Linked DNA regions of Mus musculus: regions 1 and 2 are each linked to region 3. The links are chromatin contacts, called in public ChIA-PET maps. All regions are on one chromosome and are shown on one strand. Each heading gives the region's core, a stretch centred on a gene start, on an enhancer-like site or on the middle of the called end of the contact. The rest is flanking DNA. Distances are from core to core; before and after follow the strand shown. Region 1 overlaps Creb3l1 (cAMP responsive element binding protein 3-like 1). Region 2 has its middle 31 kb from the start of Gm31473. Region 3 overlaps Phf21a (PHD finger protein 21A).

The links. ChIA-PET counts read pairs in DNA pulled down with a chosen protein or histone mark.
Region 1: an RNA polymerase II ChIA-PET map of memory CD8 T cells shows a contact between it and region 3, with 52 read pairs. The contact joins two enhancer-like sites. A contact is called at or near these places in 1 of 484 Hi-C or Micro-C datasets (nephron progenitors), 1 of 115 datasets of contacts at active chromatin or transcription factors (memory CD8 T cells) and 1 of 9 other capture datasets (embryonic stem cells).
Region 2: a contact with region 3 is called in an RNA polymerase II ChIA-PET map of memory CD8 T cells, with 50 read pairs. The contact joins two enhancer-like sites. A contact is called at or near these places in 5 of 115 datasets of contacts at active chromatin or transcription factors (bone marrow-derived macrophages, embryonic stem cells, memory CD8 T cells and 2 more).

What each region holds. Positions count from the first base shown.
Region 1 is chr2:92,006,923-92,011,352 of GRCm38.p6, reverse strand. The region is part of intron 1 of Creb3l1 (cAMP responsive element binding protein 3-like 1); the gene reads left to right. Among named protein-coding and RNA genes, the nearest start is that of Creb3l1, 15 kb to the left of the region's middle. Within about 2 kb of position 2,887, at least 358 of the 459 cell types and tissues checked have an H3K27ac peak or open chromatin away from gene starts, as enhancers often do. A contact at or near this core is called in memory CD8 T cells, where this site is marked.
Region 2 is chr2:92,056,711-92,061,248 of GRCm38.p6, reverse strand. No RefSeq gene overlaps it. Among named protein-coding and RNA genes, the nearest start is that of Gm31473, 31 kb to the right of the region's middle. Within about 2 kb of position 1,283, at least 233 of the 459 cell types and tissues checked have an H3K27ac peak or open chromatin away from gene starts, as enhancers often do. A contact at or near this core is called in memory CD8 T cells, where this site is marked.
Region 3 is chr2:92,254,275-92,259,241 of GRCm38.p6, reverse strand. The region is part of intron 6 of Phf21a (PHD finger protein 21A); the gene reads right to left. Among named protein-coding and RNA genes, the nearest start is that of Mir1955, 65 kb to the right of the region's middle. Within about 2 kb of position 3,166, at least 47 of the 459 cell types and tissues checked have an H3K27ac peak or open chromatin away from gene starts, as enhancers often do. A contact at or near this core is called in memory CD8 T cells, where this site is marked.

The DNA.
Region 1 (4,430 bases), core at 1,638-4,137, 250 kb after region 3:
TACGAGTTTGAGGTCATCCTGGACGAATCAGCAGGACTTGGTCTGAAAAGGGGTTGAGGGCAGGATTCGGCACAGCTAGTCAGAGGCGACATGATCATTCCAAGCTACCCTATGGAGCTCAGACTAGTCCAGGGCGCTTGCGAGTCATGGGTAAATTTGGGAATGGCATAGTTGTTTTAGGATTTAGTAGATCACAGCTCTAAAAAATGATCACACTTCCAAATATCAGAAAGTCTTTCTAGAATGGGATACAGGCCTGCTTGCTCATCTCTCATTCTGCAGAGCTGAACATAGAAAAATGAGCTTTTACTACGAACTCTTACTGAAAGTAGATGAACAGTAAAGGCCGGATGAGTGGGTACGTGATGGGTAATGGGGGTGACTGCCTGCTTATTCTCCAGAGGTCCCCAGGGCCACTTCTAACTCTTGGTTTTCAGTGTCCTGAGCTGTCCCGAAGGCATTCTCTGGCAACTGCATATGGACCAGCCTCCTCAGCGGCCAGACCATGAGCTGCCATCCCTCAGTGGTGCCAGTCACAGCTAATCTGAACCCTGGGCAGTGCCACTCACTGCCATAGCTTCCTCCTGTCCAGACAGTGCCTGGCGCCTGCCTCAGAGTTGGGCCACAGCATAGGAGCCGCCTGGTTAGAAGATGGCAGGGGTTGGCCAGGAACGTGGGGGACCTTTAGCCTACCCAGGAAAAAGTAGGTGGTTAGACTACCAAGCAGGGATTGCGGAGGTGGTATATGCCCTCTCAGGACCTTCCTTGGCTTAGAAGAAGCCTGCAGTGGGTGCCAGCTTATTTTTCCAGCATATGCTGGCACAAACCCCGCTCCAGTCTCCGTGACAGCCAATCCTCAAATCCAGCTGTGACTGTCCCAGTGTCAAACAAGCTAGGACTCCCAAACCTTCTCTTGCTGGGGCTCACATGACTCTCGGGCTTAGCTTGCTCATCTTTTAGGCCTGGGAGGGTGTGAGATGGTGAGTGTGGTGGCCGTGACTGTCTTTCTCCTGTTGTGTTTTTCTTGTTTTGGTTTTTGAGCTAGGTCTCTCTGTGTAGTCCAGGCTGGCTCCAAACTCATAGAGATCCACCAACTTCTGCCTCCCAAGTGCTGGGATTAGAGGTATGCATCACCAGACCTGGCCTTTGGTGGGGTTATGGTACTGGTGATAGAAGCCAGGGCCTCATGCATACATAGCATGTGCTCTAACCTCTGAGCGACATTCTTTGAATTGGTGTCCATCTGACCCTATCTGATGAGTTTCTCATTGGGCTTGTGTTACTGTCTGGTAGTGTCCCTCTATGTAAACTGGGGTGCTATGGGTGGAGTACTAATATACATATGATAGACCCTGTGCAAGACAAATCTCAATGTATCAGTTGTGGGGGTAGGGGTGGTTTGTATCTCTCATTGTGTCATGTCAGAGAAATGGAGATTCCCTGGGTGGAAGGTCCCTCCCATCCCAGCTCTGAGATGCAGTGTACACATGTGCACTCACAGAAGCAGCCCTGTGTATTTGGATTTAGGTTTCATGGTTAATCGTTGAATAAGGGAAAAACAGGTCAACCCAGCACCAGCCCTTCCTTGGCCTGTAGGAAGAGGGCCTGATAGGAGGTTAGAGCAGCAGACTCCCTGTAACTCCCACACCTGCCAGGAGGGCTCTAGGAAGACTTTATCCCTTCTAGGTCCAGAAAGGCTAAACAAAGAAGGAGCTGACTTCTGACCCTGACCGCTCAATTCAGGGGGAACACAAACAGTAACCCAGGAGAAACCTGGGCACACCACCTGACCATGCCTGGACCTCAGAGCAGAGCCAAGTAGGGCTCTCCATCTGGGGCCTCCTGAGTTCTGGTTCAGTATCTATGCCCTTTCGTCAGGCAGCCAAGAGCCTGTCTCTAGAAGACAAGTTCTTAGTCTCTTAGGGCCCCCAAATACCTGGATGGTGATGTTTAAGGACAAGGAGATCTACTGACAACTGGGGACCCAGAAGCCCATATCTCTGGGCAGTCTTAAGTTTCCCTCACCCAACTCCCACCCACACTGGACACAGCAGTGACTCACAGCAGTGGCCTTTGGGCTTGAAATGGAGGCAATTATCTAGTGATCACTAGGCAAGTAACCGTCCGGGAATGTGTGGGTCAGTGTGTTAGGGGACAAGAGGCGTCTGCTGCCCTCCCTGGGAAAAGAACGAGGGAAATGTGAGAGGATTCCCCTCCCATCTCTTCCCAGAGCTTATTTTCTCAGAAGGAAAGTTCGCAGGGGATTTCCCCCACCCCTGATCCCACATCTCAGTCTGGACCAACTTAGGTCTCTCCCACGCAGCACGGGCTGAATCTCTCTGGATCAGGGTTTGGTGCAGAAACCAGAGCACCAGTGCAGGCATCAGAGAACCAGGTCCAGGTCTAGGGGAAAGAGATGCACAGTGGCTGCTTGTACGTATACCACAGCTGACCGCTGCGTCCAGATATTTTCACTGTCTGCAGTGACCCCTTTGCAAGGGTTAAGGAAAGAAAGAGCTCAGTCTGTACAACCCTGGGAACGTCTCCTCTCACACGAGGGGCTGGCTGGGGCTCCATTCGTGCCACCCCATGGTAAGATTACTGGAAGGAGCGGAGGGGCAGAGCTGGAAGTGAGTTGCTCTCTCTCCGTTCGCCTATCATCGCGAGTGGCCACACGACTGATTAGGGTCGTGGAATTGCCATCTCAGCTCTGCCCCAGACACAAACTAAGAACTGATTATATCCCCCCTCCCCCGTGTAGCAAGCTTCCAGGTCTAGGATCCTACTCTGCGCAACCGCGTTCCTGGTCAGGCGGGCGGTGGCTCGCAGCCTCCTATCATTGGCCAGGAGCTTCTCTGCTCTCACCAATGGCAAGCGGGATTCCTGGGAGGGGCGGGGCCCAAGAGGCCGATTAAGCCACGTAACTGCAGCACTGAGCGAGCAGGGCTCCCTCCACCCCTAAAATTTAAAGGGCGGGCGGCTGAGCTGTAGCGCCAAGGAGAGAAGCAGCAGCCGGGGAGGCAGGGTGCCGGCCTGAGAGCCGGAGGTCTGGGGACCTCTCCTTCCAGGGAGTGGAACCGGCGCCTGTTGCCCGTGGCGGCCGAGAAAGAGCTGATATTGGCACAAGTGTAGGAAAAAGTCTTTAAGGAGGAGGGAAATATCTCCAGTGCCTCCTTCTCTGGCTTCCCACCCCCGTTGCCTGTACGGAATGGCACCCCCCCCAAGACTGCCCACCCTAACAGAACACCCCGCCCCCTCAAACGCTGGCGTGAGCCTTCTGTGAACTCCTGGCCACCGGCCTTCCTCCCCCCTCCCCCGCCCCCCAGCGCCACCCCCTATTTCCATCAGACAGCCTAAATATGATTCTTGTGTGTCTGTGTGAGCTGGAGGAAGGCTCTATAGCGGGCGAGAGCGACCAGGGCCAGAGATGGGGAGGTTTGAAATCTCTAGAGTGAGCTTTACGGGGATGGAGGGAGGTGGGTATAGAACATAAGGGAAACCTCCTTACCCTCAGTTCAATCCCAGAGCTGCGGAGAACCCCATCCGAAATACTAGTGACACGCCTTGTGACTGTGGGTAAATGGCTTGCTCTTTCTGGATTTTAGCTTTCTTGTTAGCAAATGAGTTGAGGGGCATAGACCACTGACTTTCTCGGGTTCCTGCTGTCTCACAGCATAACTGAGATGCCGGCTCAATGCCAGACATCAGATGGAAGTAGGCTACATTATTCAGTGAGCAGCTACTGGTGGCAATGCTCCCATGAGAGGCTGATGCGTCTAGGTGCTATGTGACAGGACCACCATCCACCCAGCACTCCAGGAACCTGGGACAGGGAGGAATGAGCGCGGGAGCTCCTCTACCCCACCCTGCCTGCCCCTTGGCCGCCCTCTTCTTCCACTTGGCTCCCACCGCTCCCAGCCTGCTGAGCGTTGGCTGTTGTTTCTAGCAGGTGGGGTGGGGGGTGTCTCACAACACCCGGCCATTTGAGGCCCCCTAGCAAGTTCATTCGGGCACCCCCAAAGAGGGTCCTCGCTTATTTTCCTAAAACTGGAAAACCTTCAGGGACCCCTAACCCAGGCTGGAGGGGGCTGGCTCTTCTCTCCCAGGCCCCCGGGAAGGGGGTTGGCAAACTCTTATCGCCTGCGGAGCAGCTGCTGGAGAAATACCGTGGCCGCTGACTCATGGCTCTTCCAGCTCTGTGCAACCCCCTCCCCTGGGCCCCACCGCAGCCTTGGAGAGCGCCCCACCACCACCATCACCGCATCCCAATCCCCGAGTTCGGCTGGAAGGAAGCGCCCCCAGGTGGGATGGCCTGGTTCTGCTGCGGATGTGAACCTCTCAATCATGGCCTGGGATGATGGTCGTTAGAATGGATCATACATCCCTAAAGCGTTTCTGTCTAGGTTCTCAGTTGTTCTAGAGACTTGTTC
Region 2 (4,538 bases), core at 34-2,533, 200 kb after region 3:
GAAAAACAAAGTGAAAATGAGCTAAATATCTTCTAGAAGACGGGAAAAATAAAATGTGCTGAATTCATAACGGGTCCCCCGTCAGCACTGAAAAAGTATGATCAAGAAATACGTACATTAATGTGGGTTCATGCTGCCTAGTTTTTAAAAAAAATCAAGTTACACGATTATATATTCAGTCTAATAGCGTCTCTTCAACGTTTAAAGTAATTTTAGATGATTCCATTAAGTGTCTATAGGCACCAAGATATGGAGTAAAAACATAAAAGCGTGTGCTGGGAATGAAGAAGCCCCAACGTGCTTCCCAACGTGATTCCTCTGGGAAGGGATAGAAATTGGTTCAAAGAATTCCACCCAGATCCAAAGGATCCGTGCCCTTTTAAGAAACTCTGGATTGAGTAGAGGAAACCTTAAGTAAGGAAAGAGAGCATGTGATACAGACAAGCAGTTTTTGTAAGCTTCAGATTTTTAAATGCAATTTTTTTAAATGCAGTTTTTGTAAGGTTCAGATTTCTTAAATTGGCCTTTAACCTTTCAAAGGAATATTTGATTGAGTCGAGGTTGGGTTGGGTTGGGTACATCGGGAAGGCTGGGGGTCCTTAGGGTGGAGGAGGGATGAGGGAAAGAAAAAAGGTGTTCTAGGTAGAAGGAACCCAGCTATGGGAAGAAGGGAGCAGAAGGGGGCGGGGCACAGACCTTTGGCCACCTAGAAAGGTCCTGTAGTCCAGAAACATTTCACACCGCCAGATAGTAGAACGGGGGATGGGACACCCTTGAAGAAGAGACTCCCTCTGGAGTTCAGCAGAATAAGGAAAGGTAATCGGAGAGGGAGTAAACACTGAACAACTTAAATAGTGCTACTCAGGCAGGGTCTAAACTGGGATTAGTTTATGAGGTGTTAGAAAATGGCAGACCTGCTTGCTCAGGAAGATGGGGAGGGCCTGGAGCGCCAGGCTTCTCCACAGAAGCTGCGAGGCTTGGGCAATAGGGGTGTACGGGGCTCGAAATACAGGAGGATGTACTCGGGAGACCTTGGAGAGGAAGATGTTAATACCCAACGGAGTGAGGGTAATTCACAAGGTCACAGAGGGAGTAGCGTAGACTGTAGTAACCACTGCAGGTAGAAGCATCCAGGACGCATCGCGAGTGATCGGGTGGGTGGTGTCACCTTCACTGCGACGGAGAGTAACGGGGACAAGATGCAGCGAGTTGGAGATGCGTGCGTAGCAAACCAAGTGGACTTGCGGGGCGTGCTCCGGGCGCTGCGGGCGAGTGGGAGGCGCCAGAGACAGAGGAGGAGTCTGTCAGAGCGAGCACCAAGGGAGGAGAATCTGAGCTGAGGCCCTGAGGGATGATGAGGAATGGGTTCCGGGAGGATGCAGGGATGGGGAGCATTATGTTGATGCAGAGCAGCCTCCGCGCGGGTAGCGGTGCGCCAGGCTGGGCGGAGCCCGGACACCGGAGCAGGGGTTGGCACCTCCGTCCTCCCGGCCAGGCTGCGGTCGGAGCCTCGGGTGCACCCCGCAGCGGCAGGCGCAGGGTCTGACCCAGGGAGGCTTTTCCCAGCCGGGCATCCACGTAGCTGGAGTACCACCCGGCCGTCCCGGGCCACTGCAGACGCCTGGCGTGCGCAGGCCGCGCCTCCCTAGCCCGAGGGCCTAGAGACGTCACCGAGGCTCTGACGCGCGCTAACCCGGGCGCGGGTTTCCTCCCCGCAGGTCCCGGTCCTTGCAGCCCGCCGCCGCGTCCTTGGCCCTCCTCCCGGGATTCTAATTCGGGAAGACTGTTTGTCCTTCAGCTACTGATAAGGACTCGAGTTTGTGAATAATAATAATAATAATTTTAACAATTCCGGGAAAGAAATAACCATACTCGAGAAACATAATAATAATAACCAGCCCGATAGACCTCTGCTCCTGTGCTCAGTGCTCTTAAGGACAATAATGACAACAGTCATAATAGCCACAGTTTATTAAGCGCTTACTCTTCCATCGCAGTGTTAAGCGCTTTGCAGGCAACAACCCTCGGAGGTAAGTACCGTTATGCTCCCTATTTTTCAGGAAACTAGGGCAGAGAGGTTAAGTAACCTGCCCCAGGGCACACAACTAGCTGATGTCAATGCCAGAATCCCAACCTAGGCTGCCTGTTCTAGTGTAATCCTCGAGCCAATCCGTCAAGGTCGGGAGCATTCTCTCCATCTTAAAGATGAGGAAAACAAGGCACATGGAAATTTAAGTACCTTGCCCAAGGTCACCTAGCTGGATGAGGCAGAAAGCGAACCCAGGGCTCCTCTCTGTCCGCAGAACCCTCGATCTTGGCCATAGGCGATGCCATTTCCAAACCACCTCGGATAGCCCCGGCTTCTGGGAGGCAAAAGCAGCCGCTGGTGGATTTGGGTAGATTCCTGCAGCTTCCGCTCAGCTGATGAACCGGGTGTTTTGGAGCAGCGTCCTTGCTCTGCCTTCAAGCGTAGGATGGGGACGCCTCTCCTGGAATCCAGACCCAGACTAGGCTCGGCGATCCCGAGAAGGGACGGAGCGGGGGCGGAGGCAGCGGAAGGAATCCCGAGTCCCATTTGACCAGCGGCGGGTCTAGGCTCCGGATTTGCACCATATAACCAGCAGAGGGCGCTGCCGCTCGCGCATGGAGTTTCCGTCCCCTCTGCCTACAGCCGCCTGCAGTGGCTTTCCTTCTCCAGGTGACTGAGCCCACGCCGCATTTAGACCGGCTTCTTTAGACCGATTGACATTCGTTCAAGGCTTCCCAAGTCCCAGCCGCTTCGATCTTGTTTTGTATAAGGGGGCAACGGCAGAGATTCCACTCGGTTAAAAGGCCTAGGTGTTTGCAAATTCAGCTCGGTCTGGTCAGGTCTTCCCTTCTAGTGAGCCCGAGGGTGATTTAAAATGGAGGTAGACCCTCCACTTGAAGTAGATTACAAATATTCTTTCCTTTTCCAAAATGGCAGATGATGACTAAAGAGAGAGCCCACAGACGAGAGGGTCTATTTTCATAACAGCCGCCGCCTATTGGTCGCACCAGGCCCTTTTTAGACCTTGATACAGTATGGCCTGTACCGTGGGGATCATGATTCCTGTTTGATGTAAAGTCAAAAAACTAGTAAATAATGACACCTGGATTTAATCTAGGAACTCCCTTAATTAACAGTTACATTCCCAATACCCAGAATGCACAAGCAGACACAACTGATTGGAAGATATTGGTTATAATCCCAAATCTACCGGTGCTTAGAACCCTACCATGGAATCGGGGACTTGGCCAGCTTTCTGAGCTCCCCCCCCCCACCCCGAACTCAAATCTCTAAAACAGAAAAATAAAATATAAAGGTGGCCTGAGAGCATGAGCTGGAGGCTTTTTGCTCAGGCTTGGAAGAATATCCAGTGAGGCTCAGTCACTTCCTATGTCTGGGCTCTGAAGACATAAAGGTGGATCTAGGAAAATCTGAAACGCATGGAAGGGAAGGGGAAAACTCTTTCTGTGGCTTTTACTTTAAACTAAGCCTCATTTTGCTATTTGTGCTATATTTTTAAATTAACGTGGCTCTCCCCACCCTTGAAATTGGCACACAAATAGCAAAAACAGAAGGAAGGCCAGCTCGCAGCTTTAAATGTGGTTCTCAAGAAGGAGGGACCGGACTTAAAAAGGAAATGGGAATTAAAATGAGGTGTCTAATTCAGACAGACTTTCCACGAGGAATTTAGATCACGGCTCTTGTAACAGGAGTGTTGTCTGGGGCTGGGGCTGGGTCTGGGTCTTGTGTCTAAATGGGAGTGCCCCCAATGAAGAGGTTGAATCTTCCTTTTTGAATACGCCTGCATCTCTGATCATCTGGGTGTAAGATTCAGGGGTGGGGTGGGGCCCTGCCCCCTGGATCTGTCTCTCAGTCGTCTTACTTTTCCAGAAGTTTGTTTGGAAATTCAATCCAGGTGTGACCGTCAATAATCACAACCTTAGGCGTGGTTAAGTAGAAGGACTCCTTGACTATAGCATTAGCAGCTGGTGGCTTTTCCAGACAGGGAAGCCAGTGAACAGATCTCAGGAGACTTGTCACCTAATAGCTGTCTCTGTTGCACTGTCTTTGAGCCAGAAGAATTAGCCCTCTTCACTCAACACAAGAGAACTCAGGCTGTCCTCGGCTGCCTCCTGCAAAATAGTGGGCCTCTTTGTCCTTCTGGGTAACGCCTTTCCTTCTGTCAGAGCATTCAGTCCACAAACATGTGACGACAACCCGAAACATACATCAGCTATCGATATAGCAGAGACCCCAACGTGAGCCCAAGGCGCATGGTTTCAACTTTCCTGCCGCGCTCCATGATATTAATAACTTTCTTCTCCAGCTGGCTCCTAACTCCCATTCCTTTGGCTCATAAAAGCACTGCTACCCAGACCGAAACAGATCGGGCCATATTTATGAAGCACGACTTACAATGAAAATCCCAAACTGACACAGTACTCCGCTGCTGACAGGAAAATGCTACTTTAAACAGCATTGACTGCTGGGACACGCTTCCTAAATTCAT
Region 3 (4,967 bases), core at 1,917-4,416:
TTTACTCTCAATAGAGTTAAGTCCACCTAGTGGCACTATTCTAGCCTTTTTTCATGTTTAACAGTAACAAACCCATGGAAATAAATGTAACTGGCCAAACAAATACTACTAGGGACAAATAAATGCACAACTGGTACAGCAGAGAGGCAGCCTGAGACAGAGCTTCAGGCAAGCTAGTTACTCCACTCCAGCTCCTCGGACATCAGTTCCCATACAGCATGGAGAGATGAGGGCTGATCTGATGCTGTCAGGACAGTGGCTCTGCTCCTCGGGGAACAGGGACATAAGTGGTTATTATTAATCCTGCTAAGGTTGTGCAGTCAAAAAGCATAAAACAGGAGAAACAACATTCCTTTGTGGTTTACTGTGAAGCACTTGTCCAGTCAGGCAGAAGTTTGAACTGTCTTTTAGCAGTCTTTATGTATGATCCCAAGACAGGGAATGCCCCCAACATCCATTTTTACATAAACAAACCAGGAGAAGGAGAAAATTACTTTAAAAGTGAAAACACCATTATCTCCATTTCCAGATAAGGAAAGCAAATCAGAGACCAAAAGTGACTTTTTTTTTTATTTCTATTAAAGAAGTAAAAACAGTTAAGGCTAATCAATCCGAGAGGCATCCCAGGTCACTGACATGCCACAGGAGGGCACTGACTAGTGTGCACGAAGCCTGAGAGTGAATCCTTGTCCCACCATTTGGCTGTACAGTCCTGTAAAGCCATTTGTTCTTATGTGGATCAGTTTCATCTGCAGAGTGGGGTCTGATCAGGATCAAGCCAGATAAAGCAATGAAAACTGAAAACAGTGGCACACCAAACAAGTAAGTGATGTCTGTCACAAACTTGGCATTCTTGAGATGTGGCTTCTAACACTGCTACTTTAAGAAAACATTCAGTATCTTCATCAAGATGTAAATGAAATGTTTAACAGCTCTATGAGATAGTTCAGATGTAATAAATCCACTCATTTGAAGTATACAACTCAATAGCTTCAGACACCTTCACAGAGTGCTGTGATCATAAGCACAGCAAACTTTAGATATTTCATCACCCCAAAAAGAACTGAATGCATCAGCAGAAACTCCTCAAACTCTGAGACCTGCACACTTCCCCTAGCCCATGGGCAACAGTGGTCAATTTCCCATCACTGTCACTATGAATTTGCATATCTAACACATCCAATATAAACAAGACCATTTAATGTACAGCCTTTGTGCCTGATTTCTTCCACTTACCCTAACATTTTCAAGATTCAAGAACACTGTAGCAAGCATTAGCACTTCATTTGTTTGTGTTGCTAAATACCATTGCATTCCTTGGATATACCACATTTTCTTTAACCATTCCTCATTAGATGGAGGTCTTAGTACTTCTGAGCTATCATGAACAATGAAGATATGAACATTCATGTTGGAGCTTTCGCCTGAGCATCTGTTTTCATTTCTCTTGGGTACACACCCAGGAGTGAGACTGCTGAGTCACATGGCAACTCCATGCTTAACATTTTGAGAAACTTGCCAGACTGTTGTCTTTCAAGTGACTGTACCATTTTATATTCCCACCAGCAATGCCTGAGGAGAAGATAATTGAAGGGAGACCATAGAAAGGAAATCCTTAGCTGGATGCCTGTGCAGGGAATAGCTCAAGTAGTTCGGCAGATGACAAGCTATGCCACTGCCGGCTGCATTCCTCACAGCAGGGCGCAGAGCTTCACTTTCAGGGAGGAGAGACAGACTGTTGGGGCATTGGCTTCCTTTTCTCCCTGCTCACTTAGACCCAAGCCTAGACCAAGGTAAGGAAGCAGCTTTCTTTATACACAAAAAATGTGACTTCTGTTTCTGATACAAAGTACTACAGAATTTGCAGAGCCAGAATTTAGAAGTCCTCTATCATTCCTCAAATTCAGATAATAAGCTGTCAAAACCTGCTCTATGAATTCTCCTATGTCGGGTCCTCACCTTTTCAGTTGCACATCAGGCTGAGCCCAGACAGCCTATGCTCAGGACAGGTCAAGTACAGGCTAGCTTCCAGTGTATTCTTGTATAGTGGCTCCTGCAAGCCAAAGAAATGTGTGTGGGGTGGGGTGGGTAGGGGACACGTGGCTTCTAAACGGAAAGGAGCAGAAAACCATGAAGTCAAGCTGAAGAGGGGGGAGAGGAGGGAACAGAGGGGGCATCTCTGCATCTGCTCTTCCCACCTGTCACAGCATTGTCCTTGCTGGCTGCCATACTGCTCACTTGCAAACACAGCAATGAATAGGCACTGTCCTCTTCAGAGGGTTCCTTCCACATTCTATATTATAAACTGTACTACAATGCCAACAGCTTATGAGGACGAGACGTATACACTGGAAAGAGCCACAAATAGCATATACTATTGCCTATATACAATTAATTAGCATTGAGGTCTGCAGGTTCCTTACTAAAAAACAAAAACAAAAAACAAAACTACCCAGCAAACTGCAAAAAGGAACACAATTACAAGATTAAGCATTAAAAAAAAAAGTGACTTGTTTAAATTTTCTAATTTGCCAGACCTGTGATTAACTCAAAGTAAAACCATATTCTATCATATATTTTATGTAGTCACCACATGCTCAATTTGCTGAGGGGCTCGGCTCTTTTGTAATTAAAACAAATATTAAGTTTTTCCCCAAGAAATTTAAGGGCGGCCACTAGGGACTGCCACCGACAAGAAATGTATCACTCGCAGCTTCCGAAAGGAAAGACTCTGGCTGCTGTTTCTCTCCATTGCTCCTCACCACCTTGTCCTCTCCTGGCCACAGGCAAGGCAAAGGGAACAGCCATGCTCTCTACACACAGACTCACACTGCCAGGAGCTTTCCAGTGGCCTTGCTCTCGGCAGGGGAAGAGAAGTCATAGTGACTGAAACCGCTGGGTCTTGTTGAAGAAAAGTGGTTGACTTCCTTTGATCAACAGAGTGGTGTGCTGATCAGTGTGATTTCCTGTTCTGCCGACTGTGAGCGTGTTGGGCAGAGCAGGAGAGCTGGCTTCTGAGCAGCTCACGCAGGGAAGCAAATTCCATAGCTGGAGAACCTTGAGAGCAACAGGAACTAGAAGAGGGTTGGAACTGGAAGCAGACACCTGCATTCTGCCAGCTTGGTACTTACTTATGGCAGGATCTCTGAATGAGTGGGAAGTCCGTGCGTCTACAACTCTACCGTGTCAGCTGCAGTTCTATAGGTGACTATTAAGTACAATGTTCAAGACCAGAGTCCAAGTCCTGAAACTGTAATTTGCAAGTTTTAACTGTCCTGCTCCATTCTGATGAAGGGAAAATGGTATTCTTGAAATTAAAGCTGAAGGAGAAAGAAGCCAGCCACAGGTGGTCTTGCAGTAACACTCGCCCGAGTGCACAGGACTGCACCAGCACACACCCTCTGCTCCGTTCAGCAGGTGAGCAGCCTCTGGGGTAACACGAGTTCATCCCTGGCAAGGTACACAGTTTGTTTTCCCATAGTAAAATGCAAATTTTACCTAAAGTTAAACATAGTGCCTAGTTCCCTGCTTCACTCAGCTTCTGCTGTCTTGGGTCTGTCTCATCAGCAGTCTGTCCTTCCTAGAAAAGCATTGAAAAGTGGCTTTCTAAAAGTACAGCTAGTTTCTGAAGGATTCACACCATACTGAAATGACTTCTTTTCCAAAAGGATTAACTTTATCCTTAAAAGTTTTAATTTGTAATAAAATGTATGATTTCTAACATTAAATCTAATCGTTGTTGTTTTCCAGAGTAAACAGTCAATTGCAATTGAGCAAATTGCTTTGGCAATCCTAGTACCAGAATGAAATGGATTAGGTCAGCAGGTGGCATGTCATTTGACTGCTGCTTGGGGGCCTAAAATACAGTTAGGTCTTTTTTTTTTTCTTTTTTTTTTTTCTTTTAGTTCTGGTGACAGAATGAAAACCAGAGCATTTGACTTCCCTCCTGCCTCCATTCCCACAGCCCTCGCAGGAGTGTGTATAGAAAGTCTCTAAACCCACATTCCACTGTCCAGGCTTCTCGTGCTTCCAGAGACACTCAACTGAACCTGAGACAGTATACTCCCACTCTGCTCTTTAGAGACAGGCTTCTTAGCTACACTAGGAAATTTGGAGTTCTTGTTAATCTGATATATTAAGCTCTGCAGTAGGACTGTCTTTGAAAGAAGAGAATGGTAGTTATGCTTCAACCCAAGGGGGGGGGGTGCTCTCCAACTCACTTCATAGCAGAACATAAGCAGAAAAGACAGAGATTAGATGAAAAACAAATTTTCACCAAGAAACCGAAAGGAATGTGATCAGAGGGGAGAAACACGGCTGGGAAGGGTAAATGAAAGAAAATCTTCCCGCTCAGAAGTCAGGAGTCTAATATGATGTTGGGAACACAGAAAAAAATCTACAAATGGCACTATCAAGTCTACTTCTCCACAACATTGTTTCCAGCTATGAGAAAACTCCAAAGCTAAGGCATTCTCCCAAGTTGCTCCCAGGATAACAATCAATGTAACAGTAAACACCCAAGCCCTGCTTCAGGGGTGGCACATGGCTGAGCATAGCTGATAAAAGAGACTATGGTCCCTAGACCACAGTGAACAAAGTTTGGCTCAAGAATGGACCTGAAAATCCTATCCATGCCTCAGGCTGGCACTTCTAGGGATAGGAAATGTTGGTGGGGAAGAAAACAAAAACAAAAACAAAAACAAACAAACAAACAAACAAAAAAAAAAACAAGTACAAAGCGACAACTGCTAGAGCCAACAAGCTTAGTCTGTGCACTGCCAATGATGCCAAGGAGAGAAGACTGCACATTTCATCCACACCTGAGACCCGCCACATCCTCAAACTGGCTAGCTACATAAGCCAAAGAATTTCTTTTGCTTCAATCATGTTGACTTGAGCTTCTGTTACTAGAAGCAAGAAAGTTCTTGTAATATACCAGCCAAATAACTCAACCTTACTATATCTGG